Regions from separate parts of the Rattus norvegicus genome. Here regions 1 and 2 are each linked to region 3. A link is a contact called in public Hi-C data. All regions are on one chromosome and are shown on one strand. Each heading gives the region's core, a stretch centred on a gene start, on an enhancer-like site or on the middle of the called end of the contact. The rest is flanking DNA. Distances are from core to core; before and after follow the strand shown. Region 1 holds the start of Tdp1 (tyrosyl-DNA phosphodiesterase 1). Region 2 has its middle 79 kb from the start of Foxn3. Region 3 overlaps LOC102550434 (a long non-coding RNA gene).

Region 1 (3,543 bases), core at 797-3,296, 790 kb after region 3:
GGGGTGGGGGGAGTGGAATTCAGTGTTGGAGACATTTTAGGCTTATAAATCAGTGATTTGCTCTACAGAGATCAGAAAGTACTCCTGGCCAATTTTCTTAGGAATCATTTCTATACCATTATCCGCCCCATCCAAAGAAGGGAGAAGAGGGCGAGAGAAGTGGAGGAGGGGAAGAGAGAAAACGTTCTAACCTTGGAGGGTTTGTACCCAAACAGCATTACAATCGCAACCTTAAAGTCTTCCCGGCTTAAGTAGCCTTTGTTGTCTTCATCACATGCTTTAAATACCTACGGAATACCAAAGGTCTACAGTTAGTAAGCCACAAACCAGAAACACAAACATCTAAAACTCAGCCTGGTTGTGGAGCTTTCAAAACGCGGTTTCATCACTCTAGTTTTAATCCTCAAGCAATAGAACCGCTGAGTTAAAATTTTCCCTCTATCCCCTCTCCCCAAGTTTAAAGAACTTGACAAAGTTTAAGGGGCTGACAAATCCATTCCTCTAGACCACTCGAACAAACTGTATGCAATAGCTCATTCCTCGGATTAGGAAGGTGATGGTAGGGGATGGAAGACAGAAGTGATTATCTGTGGATAGTGTGGTGGTCAGGGAAGTGATCATAGTGGGGCACTTATGCCTCAGTTTAAAGAACAGTTCTTTCCAGGGTTGACTAGAACCTGTTTGAGGGAGACCCAAGAGGGGTGACAGAGGTGGCCCTGGTCAGGCTTAAGTCCAAACTCGGGTCGCGTTCCCACACCTACTTCCACCCATTTCCTGCGTTCTGAGGCGCTGATTTCGCCTGCTCGCGGCCTGGCGCCTGCCTCTGACAGGAACATCCCCACCGACACCAAGACCAAGCCAGGGAAGCTCCTTCGCTCCAGCGAGAACAGCCACTGCGGCCACGCCCACCACCGCTGGGACTCAACTTCGCCGCGCAACTCCAACGGTTCCTCCCATTGGCCAGCCTCCGAGCCACTGGCGTTGATGTAGTACTGTCATTGGTTAAAAGCTCTGTATGACAACGGGGAGGGGCTTCTAAGGCCCGCCTCTGGATCTTGGTTCCGCCTCTCCTCGACTTTCTTGACTCTTTGAGAGCTGGTGAGGGAGATTAGGTACCTCTGTGCTTTCTTACCAGGCTTTGATTGCCTTCAGGCAATCTGCCGAACTTAAAATAAACTCTCTGATTATTCTGACCCGTGCCTTTGTTAGATTTGATAGGAGACACACGAAGAATGTGAAGAAAGCACACAAACACACACAAAAATTGAGTTAACTCCCAAGATTCATTTTTAAACCAACAAGCCATTGAACGGCCTTCTCAGAGCAGCTACTGTGTTTATTTTCGCCCTCTTGGTAACCCTGATACGTAACACTGTATCTAGGACAATCAAACGAAATGACCCGTTTTGAGTGTTGACACACAATTATTCAACCCTCGGAAAGCGATGCCTGACATGAGGCTGACTGAAGGACTAGCACAAGAATTCTATACCAGACATCTTTATAGAAAGTGAATAATATGGACTAGTGCATCGTTTTCCAGACCGGCTTATAAATCACAGCCCTCTACCCTTCTGGCGAATCAGTGAGATTGACAGGAATACATCCGTTTCAAAGGAGAAACCTTCAAAGGAAGTTCTGAGTCTTATGGGAACTCATTTAACTTTTTATCCTGCAGTGGATTTTAAAGCCTGAAGCAGCTGCCTTTTTCTTCAGCTCACCTATCTCCCAAAGCTCGCCGCTGTCTTAGCCCTGAGCGCCTGAAGCTGCCCAAGAGCATACCCAGAATGGAGGTGTTGTTTGCAAATTAACTACGAGAGAAGCAAGCCACAGCTTTCTGTTTCTCTCTCCTTACGGAGTCAACAGGAAACTAGCCGTGAGGCGCCCCTCGACTCTACTTCTTTGCTAAGAAGGCAGGATTTAGGACCCAGCGGGGGACTTCCGGAAGGGGACGTGGCCGACTGGCAAAGCCGCGGCGCCTGCGAGTTTGAACTGCGCGCATGCGCGGACGCGCCGCGGAGGCGTGGCTTCGGCAGCGGCGGACTGGCGGGTCAGGTAGGTGTCTGCGGCTGCGGGCGCCAGCTCGGGGCGGTCTCTGCTCGTGGCTGTAACTCTGCGCCCGCCCTCCTGATGGCGGCGCGCTGGCCGCTGCGTTCCGATGTGGTAGTGGAAGGCCAGCAGGGTTCGGTGTGCACCGCGAGGAGAGCGGCGAGGCCGGGGTTCTTGGGCAGGGTCTCCTCCTCTGAGCCCCGGAACCTGCGGTCCTGGTCCTTGGGACGCGCTGCGGAGCCGCTGGCCTTTGCTTCCTCCGTGGGTCAGGCTCTTGAACCTCTCTGCCCTCAGTTTCCACACCAGGGACACTGCCGTGAAATCGGGCTGACTTGAGAGTGAAATGAGTCTGTACTGATGAAGTTATATCTGGGCAGAGATGAGCGCCCGGGGAAAGTTAGCAGCTTTTTTGCTTACTCTACCCCCAAATTACCCATTGCTCCCTGACCATCTTCTTAAGCAGCAGAAACGTTCTTATCGCCACGTGTCCACAAAGTTGTATTGGATGTGATCATTTTCAAAGATTAGACGGGCCAAGGCACTCTTACTAAAACACTCACTGGGAGTCCCATTGTTTTTACAATAAAATTCGACTTTTAACAGCCTTGCCTTAGTGTCCCCACCTCTTCTTTCTGGACCATTTCTATGTTACAGTTAGAACCTAGCTACCACCTCCTGGTTCGATTCCGTCTGTCTGGAATGTTGCTCACCTGTCTTTTAGCCTGATGATTCCTTTTCCTCCAAGGTCTCAGATGCTACTCCACAATGGTTCCAAAGAAAGGTTACCCATGTAAAACGTAATAAGCGTCTGTAGTCATCTTGACTTTTAGGCTTTTCATGTGTTAATTTGTGCTTTTCACCCAAAAATTAAACTTGTCTGGAAGAGAAGTGGTATATTAATTCTTTATTCTCAGTTCTGAATTCTGCTTACTTCTGGGCTAAGGACCACCTTAGAGGAACCTGGAATGTGGTGCCTAGGTCTTAAATGTCTGAGGAGTAATGTCTGTGTAGAAGAAATACTCTCTACAGGGTCTGCTCAGCCAGCCAGGGAACAGTGGAAGCAAAATTCTAAATAGAGTGCTTTTTTGCATCAACTCGTGTGTGTGTGTACACGTGTACATATACACATAGTTATAGAGTGTCTTTCTCAGTTGCTCTCTGACGTGTTCTAATGAGTCAGGATCTCTCAGAAGCAGAAGATGGCAGTTTCTTTCAAGGGGGCTGGCCACTGAACTCTTGGGACCTGCTTGGCTATCACAGTGTTGGGGTTACAGTCATAGAAATTGTTCTGGACTTTGGAAATCATGGCAAACCCTCTTATCCACTGGCCGAAGCTCTAGCCCTTCATGCACAGTTTTTAAGCCCTTGACGAAGTTCCCGATGACATCCTGAGTTGCTGTCTTGTGAAGGGACTCCATGGGATTTTCTTCCCAAATTCCATTGCCTCGCCTGCCTCCCTAGATTTTATTTATTCTCTGTACACATACGCTGTTA
Region 2 (3,748 bases), core at 532-3,031, 550 kb after region 3:
GGAGAGCCGGAATCCAAGGCTAGCCTTGGCTCCAGAGCAATTACAAAACCAGCCTAGGCTACATGAGATGTGTTTTCTCTCTCTCTCTCTCTCTCTCCTCCCTCTCTCTCTCTCTCCTCCCTCTCTTTCTCTCTCTCTCTCCTCTCTCTCTCTCTCTCTCTCTCTCTCTCTCTCTCTCTCTCTCTCCCCCCCCTCCCCGCACAAAAACAGCGGTTATTACTTTAAAACTATGCTCTTTTGTGTTATTGTTATTGTTTTAGATGTTGTCTCACTGTGTGGACCAGGCTGGCCTCCAACCTGCAGTGGTCTTCCTGCTTCTGCCTGCGATAACAGGCGTGTTCCACCACATCTGGCTATACTTTAAAAACTCAAGTCACCGACATCTGTCACCACTGTGTGTGGGTACAGGTGTGCCAGGCTCTGCGTCCTCTCCTGACATCTTTATATGGCTTCCAGGGATCCTGCTAACTTGTCAGGCTTGCAGGGCAAGCGCCTTTACCTGCTGAGTCATTTCATCTGCCTCCCCATAAATACTTTTTTATATGATCATCTCTCCAGCTACAAACTAAAAAGTAGGTAAAAGTAGTTGGGTTTTTTTTTTTTTTTTAAAGCGATTACTCTGACAAAGCGAAGGATAGGAAAGTTGCAAGTGAATGATCCTTCGGAGTGGAAAAGGTTAGCTGTAAATACTCTTTTGAAATACACCGTGAAGGATTTTCACTCTGAGATTAGGGCTGTTCGTGCCTCCAGGTTCAAGTGTTGCTCAATCAGCGAGGTGCTCAATTCACGGTGATTGCTGCTCCGGTTTCTTGTTGATCGAGAAATATGCATAATCTCAGCCCAGAGACATTTACCATAAAAATGAATCTAAGAAATAGGGTTTCATTTAAATTTTCCAGTTGCAGTGGATCGAGGAAATTATATGCAGAACATTAAGATGTGAAAAGCTCTGATTCGAACAAGACCAAAGAGGCTGCTTCACGATGTCCCTAATGTTGTGTTCGAATTAGATGGCGAGCTTTTCCTGTTCCGAGCCCTTGTCAATTTGATTAAAATCACAAACACGTGACTGACTCCGCCTCAGTTAAAAATACTCTCAAGCCAGAGAATGAGCTTTGTATTTGCAAGTGGCTTCTTCTGCCCTAGCGAGACTATTGCCCTAGCAGGGAGTGGAGTGGGGTGGCGTAAACGGTTTAAAATTTAAAACCTCTAACCGGATTCTCCCGGTGAAGCCCACTGCAGATTGCCAGTCCGGATTCAGACATTTACGATCTAAAAATGGCCCTTAAGAAATGCAGCTTTTATTTCGACGTTGTTTTCAAGGACAGAATTTGGAAGCCTGTCTGATTTCTGCACATACTCTTTCTTAGACTTAAAAAACCAAATCTTTCAGGAGAAAACATTTGCGGAAAAGACGCACGGCCTCAAGGTGTGTGCTGGTGTGTGCGCGTGAGGGGACGCGCATGCACGTTTCTGCCGAGTTTAGACCTTGCCGGGACGATCAACTCCGTCCCTTCGAACTGAAAAAGTCTCCAAGCCGTGACCCGCCCCGTCGGCGTGGACGAGCAGGGGATCCGGTTACGCCCGAGGAGCGACTCGGTGGCTGCGCCTTTCGGGGAGATCTGGGGACGCCGCCGGGCCGCCCACGCGGGGCTCAGGGCCCGAGCTTCCCACAGAAGCCGCCAGCATCAGGCGCGGCGGCTGCGCTGCCATGGCAACCGTGGCCTGCCGGTCCCCGCTTTCGGGCGCCGGCGCTCCAGGCCGGGCGGGGCGGGGCTGGCGTTGCTAGGAGACCTGCAGCGGGCGTCCGCCTCCGCGGCCCGGTCTCCCGGCTTCCACCCTTCACCTACTTCTGCCTGGCAGAGACTGACGTGGGGGTTGGGTTTGATGGCCACGTGGTGGCCCAGTGTCTCAGTCGCCCCTTCTGGCCCATGTGAGGTCCACACTCCTTCACCCAGGAGCACTGTGGCCCTTGACCCAGGAGAAAACACCTCTGCATTGTTTCCTCTCGCCTCCCTCCTCCTCTGTCCTCACTTGATCTAAAAGTCCCCAAAGCCCCTGGAAGGCTCCCTAACCCACCATTCTTTCCTCTCTAGCCGGATCCATGTCTTGACTTCAACCAGGAGTCGTGCAAAGCACTTTCTGTATGTCATCTAATTTTTTTTTAATCCTGTGATATAGAGGTTAGTTAATTCATTTACCATAAAGTGTAGCCAAGGTCAAACAGCTGGGCGGGATGGGACAGGATACTCATGAGGTCCAGTCCTTTTATATTGCTCAAATTTCCTCGCTAGGCTGCCTGTTGGCTAGACCCCCATTCTCTTTGCCGTCCAAGCACGCATACCCCACACCACCTGGGACATGCTGTCTGGAACAAGGTCTGACAAGAGGATTGAGAACTTGAAATCAGAGACGTCCAAAATACCTTTGGACAAACGGTTTACATAGTGATGTATCCCTGATAATTTGCAGATGTCCCTGTCTGTAAATACTACTGGCACAACGAGAAACTCTCAATTCTTAGTAAAGAGAGAAAATGGTAACCCAAGACCGACTTGCTTGCTGTGGTTATCCCACGTTGAGGTAGATATTTGGGGGGAGGGGTGTAAAAACTGTTTTCTCCTCAACTATGTCCACGAAGTTTACCTATTTATGTATTTGGTTATTTTTGTGAGAACACGCAAGGGCCCGCAGAACGAGATTGTGTGTGTGTGTGTGTGTGTGTGTGTGTGTGTGTGTGTGTGTGTGTGTGCGTGCGCGCGCATGCGTGCCAGGCGTAGTAACTACCACCTAGGGGATGGCGCAGAGAGGGTGGCTCAAAGGGAGACAATCCAGAGACGGTGTCTTGAAGACCGAATGGCAGAGCAGCAGCCAGAGTGAGCAGATCCGGCTCTCAGGAACTGATAGGAAACGGCTCTTTTAAATTTTTACTGCAACAGAGGGGTACAAGAAGCCAAGCTAAAGAGTAATAATTTAAAGTGAAGATCCAGGCACAGCGTGACCCAAAGCATACCTTTCCCAAGGAGGGTATCCCTTGATGTACAAACACTGTTAGTTTTATCTCTCCCCGACCCGGTCCTCACCTCCGTCTCTGTGTACCTGGCGAAGGTTGTGAGTATAAACACTTACCGCTCTGGGACCTTGGCTGGGCCAGGATGAACTAACTATTGTAAAATAAAGGACGTTGGAAGTCTGAGTCGTGAGAAGGAAGGCATCTAAACACTTGGGAGCTGGGTGGGACCTGACACTGTGGGAACAGACGACCAACAACACCCATTACAGTCTATCCCGGCACCTCCACCCCTCCACCCCTCCACCCCTCCACCCCTCCACCCCTCCACCCCTCCACCCCACTCCAAGTGCTTCTCAAGGTAAGTCTGTTCCACATTGCCACACATTATTCAAAGTCCTAACTGGTGACAGATTTACTGAGATAAACCATAGCCATCGATGCTACAGCTGGTCCAAAACAATAACTAGTCTCAATCGATCCAACTACTATCGTCGTCTATGAGCCGTTCTGCTAGGCCAGGTGGCTCAGCTAACTGAGCCAACACTGAGCTCAGTTCACGAAGTGAGCCACCGCCAATTCCTTGAGCGATCAGAGCCCTTTCAACCATGTCTTCACTACACAATGATTGCCAGAACCGGCTTATTCTTAGTTCAGTCTGGGGATGGAGGCAGCTAGTGTCACTGTGGTGGTTTAGCTGAGTATCAACATATGCCTTCCTGCCCCTTTGTGCATCTG
Region 3 (3,994 bases), core at 439-2,938:
CATCACTTCTGCTCTCTTCCACAGGAGGCTGTGTAACAGTCTGCGGGGTCAGAGGGAGTTGAGCACTGTACCCTGGAGCCACCTCTTCCACGTCTTGTGTTTATGATGTGCAGGCAGTGACCTTGTTCTCCAGTGAGCTCTTCTGGACTGAGTAACTCACAAGGGTGTCTGTAAACTACTTAGGAGCTTTTGGACGGTCCCGCCCTTTCTCCACATGCTCAAAGCACTTGCTAGCTCTCTGCGCCTGCAGTCACATTCGGTTAATCCCTCCGTGGTGTCATAACTCTGTATCTTAGGAGAGGAGAAACTCAGACATATTCTCACCGCCATTCTGTTTTTCTCCCACGTCAGCCTTCCGGTTGGTCAGTCATGGGGTTTTGCAGAGTAAGGAGGGGAATGGTGAGAATAAGTTCTCTAGACCCAAGAAAACTTAGGAATCAATTTAATCCCACTTATAATGAAAATAATGAATACTATGGCATATCTTCTGTACAAAACACACACGCCCCTACTTCCTTGCATGTTCACCATGTATGCCAGGACTCATATGTTCTATGCTCACAGCAGACATTATTAATCAATCACGATACTTTTTATCAAACTGAACCTTCAGGAACACTCTCAATTCAACATTTTAGGCTTCATACTTCACTAAGGTTGGTGCAGGATATGAAATGCATTTGCCAGCCCGCGCTTGACTTCAATCAAGTGAGTCAACCTGGGAAGAGTGTCCAAGTAACTTACTCAGGTTGCGGATCCAAGCTTTCTGGAGGCAAATTTCCTCTTTACCCTGAGAAGATGGTTTTCAGTTTTTCCTAGTGTCCTCATGGTTCCTGGTACCCTCCTCAGGTCTCAGTGCCCCTACCTCAGATTCTGACCAGATTGTGTATTTTCTTGGACTCTCTCCTATCTTCCTTTGGTGACAGAAGACGTACAAGATGATCAGGTTCCAAGAAACTCGCTGTTCAATTCAGAGTTTCTCCTTCTGTTAGGGAATCATCACCCCAAAGGGTCTGAGAGACACGGATGGCACAACTTAACGACTGTAGCAAAACAACTGGACTTTGACTCGATAGTGTCTGTTTCCGGCCACACTGTCCGCCACTAGCAAAGATTCCCTTGTCTCCCATGAGCTTGGCGCGTTTCGAGTACTTGATTTAGATTACAAGCGGAAGGCTCAAGAAGAGCACAACTGGGTGAGGGTGGGGTGGAGGACAAGACTTAAGTATGGTTTCTGGTCCCCGCCCTAGACCTCAAGACACGGGGCTGCCCCAATCTCTTGGAGGCGGCAAGCTCTTGGTACTCAATTTGCAATGCTTTGATTCGCATGTACACTAGGGGGCGCAAGTAGGCTTGTTTTCCACCACGGCTCTAAGAAATCCAATGCAACTCTAGGGGATGGGGTATAGGAGGGCAGTCAGGAGCCACACTGTCTCTGAAAAGTGCTGAGGGTAAACAGACGTCTGAGGATGGGGTCTAAAAAGGAGGGTAACACGCTCATGAATTGCTCGAAGCTGTTTTCTGTATTTGTTTTCCCCGATCAGCCTTGGAACTTTGAGCTAGGGCTAAAAGGGCAAGTTATGTAAGGGCCTGGGCTGCTGCCATATTAGGCTGCCAGGCTCTCAGCCTCAGGGTGAGTCAACACCTGGGAGCTGGTGGCCTAGAGCGGCGCTTTCAAGTTGGCTGAGACTGAACCACTACAGTAAAGCCAGTGTTTGACCCATTCCTGAGCCAGGCAGGCGGGCAGGAGACTCAGGTCTATGGAAAGAAAGGCCCTACATACCTTTGCTCTGGAAAGACGGGTCGTGCTTTGGGCCCCAAATTGCAAGAACTCTTTTACCAAACAGACCTGTGCGCCACTGACCTACTTTTTCCGTAGAGTAGACAGAAGCCAGCCCAGGAGTACACAGCCTTCTTTTCCACCCGATTCCTCCAATGCCTCCAACAGTGGCCTTGCTGTCCCAGGCCAGGGAACTACGGGTGTGGACCGTACTTTCCTGGCCCACCGAAGGGAAATGAGCGGAGGAAATCCGCACAAGGGTTTTTACTGCCAAATATTTCTTTCCCTAGGAAGACAGTACATTCAAACCACTGAGTGGAGACTGGAGTTAGGCCAGCCATAAACTATCCTAATGAAGACTAATCGGGAACTACAATTACTGTTGACTTCAGAATGCAAACATGAACTTTAGACAGCGATCCCTATCAGCCGGTGAGGCCGGGCACAGATGCCGATCACTGTTTTCTGCCGTTGCTTAGCAATGGAAAATGAACTGTTCCTGCCTCTTATCACGGGGGGTGGAGGTAGGACAATGAGCTTTATTGGACTGAATAGATATAAAATTAGTTTATTTTTTTCTCACTTGGAGAAGGCAATTGGTAATAAAGAGAATGTCTTGGAAGAGGGCACCCACAGAAGTTGGGGGAGGAGGGTCGCCTCCCTTTTCTCTACCTCCACGGATCCTAACCAGCCTTGGGTTTTCCTCCACAGATAAAAGTTTGAATTTTGCCCGGGAGGGACCCTCCAGAATTATCATTAAAGAAAATATACGCAAAGGTAAACCACAGACCAGCGTGAAAATGAGATGAAGAATGAAGTCTTAGTAACAAGGAGGTTAAGGGTGCCCCAAAACCCACTGACCAGGATAAATAACTGAATGTAATGTTGAATATAGACATCTTAGGGTCTCTGTGCTTGGCACTGTATTAGATCATATGTTAGATGATATGTGTTGATTTGTGGGTAAAAGAAATATTGTAGAAAATCAAAATTGGTACCCTCCCCCCAATTCACAGTGAAGAAGATACACAAGTGTAAAGCCATTTCTCCCCTTTAGTCTCAAGCTCCTGTGTGGTATGTGATTTTTCTCCTGTCTCTCTCACACATTATAGAACAGAAGGGTCCCATGCTGCCCTCTCCACAACAGAGTGTGGTGATATCCACTGGAAGGTCTTGTTGTCTCACAGAGGAACTTCCTCCTTCTGTAGGGAGGGTCTCCTTCTACAGTCCTTGTGCTGACCTCACCTGAACCTATAGCGAGGTAAGTGGCTTTGGTGCGAGAAACCCACGGATGCTTCCTGGGAAGGACCTTAGCCTCCACTAACATACATGGTCGGCTAGAAATTGCCAGATACACTGTTCCCGAAACAACAGGCTGAGCACAGGGCTGGCAGCTGATGGCAAAACCACCCCCTTCCTATGCTTTCTGAACAAGGACTCAACTGTGTAGCTGGTCAGACTCTGACTCACAGTCATCCTGAACCAACCTTCTCAATGCTGGGATTATAGGTGTGGGCCACCACTCCTGACCATCCCTTTTATCACCAGCATTCATGGTAATTGTGCCCATTGAGAAGTTTTGGATAAAATCACATGGACTTGTCAATAGCAAATCTTTTTTTATTATTTATTTAAAATCAATACATAGGGTTTGACTCAATGCACATTAGGGTAAATATCGAAGCCTAAAGATGTCCACTTCATTCCTAGAACCCATCACTATGACCTCATACCACAGAAAGATTTTGCAGATGGAATTGGATTAAGGATTTTTGAGATATAAATCCTGGGCTCTTCTTTTTGGTGACAAAGGTTCTTATGGAGAAGAAAGGCCAAGTTTCAACGGTAACGGGGAAAGATCTAAAGACACTAGGCTTCTGGAGTTAACAAGAGAGCAAGAGGCCATGAGCCCCAAAACCCAGAAGAGTCAGAAACACACTCTCTCCAAGTGCTTCCCCAAGAAACACATCTCCTTCCCATCTTGACTTTAGCCAGGGGAAGGAAACAGTAGAATTCTGACCTCTGGCACCACAAGAGAATCCTATGATGATATTCTAAGGCACGGAATTTGTGCTGATTTGTTCCAACAGGAATAAGAATTGGGACAGATAAACTAGTATTATATCTCCAGAGAAGTATATTAAAAACCCACCCTCCGCCTTCTAAAAGACTTAAGTGCATGATCTCTCTGTTTTTCAGCTTTAACTTCTGCTT

What was found. A called contact is a pair of places that touch in the nucleus more often than the background predicts.
Region 1: a contact with region 3 is called in a Hi-C map of mammary epithelial cells, with 2.1 times the contacts expected there. The contact joins the promoter of Tdp1 here to the enhancer-like site in region 3. A contact is called at or near these places in 3 of 12 Hi-C or Micro-C datasets (the Rat2 cell line, Schwann cells and mammary epithelial cells).
Region 2: a contact with region 3 is called in a Hi-C map of mammary epithelial cells, with 2.6 times the contacts expected there. The contact joins two enhancer-like sites. A contact is called at or near these places in 3 of 12 Hi-C or Micro-C datasets (Schwann cells, hepatocytes and mammary epithelial cells).

The regions. Positions count from the first base shown.
Region 1 is chr6:124,890,775-124,894,317 of GRCr8, forward strand. It overlaps Tdp1 (tyrosyl-DNA phosphodiesterase 1), which reads left to right and starts at 2,047. Exons shown (of 16, transcript NM_001031657.1): 1 at 2,047-2,055. Efcab11 (EF-hand calcium binding domain 11) reads right to left here and starts at 901. Exons shown (of 6, transcript NM_001024350.1): 1 at 762-901; 2 at 192-287. The coding sequence starts at 836.
Region 2 is chr6:124,648,775-124,652,522 of GRCr8, forward strand. No RefSeq gene overlaps it. Among named protein-coding and RNA genes, the nearest start is that of Foxn3, 79 kb to the left of the region's middle. Within about 2 kb of position 1,782, at least 38 of the 93 cell types and tissues checked have an H3K27ac peak or open chromatin away from gene starts, as enhancers often do.
Region 3 is chr6:124,096,958-124,100,951 of GRCr8, forward strand. It overlaps LOC102550434 (a long non-coding RNA gene), which reads left to right. Exons shown (of 10, transcript XR_010052802.1): 3 at 2,071-2,212; 4 at 2,492-2,557; 5 at 2,893-3,041. Among named protein-coding and RNA genes, the nearest start is that of Cpg1, 57 kb to the left of the region's middle. Within about 2 kb of position 1,689, at least 24 of the 93 cell types and tissues checked have an H3K27ac peak or open chromatin away from gene starts, as enhancers often do.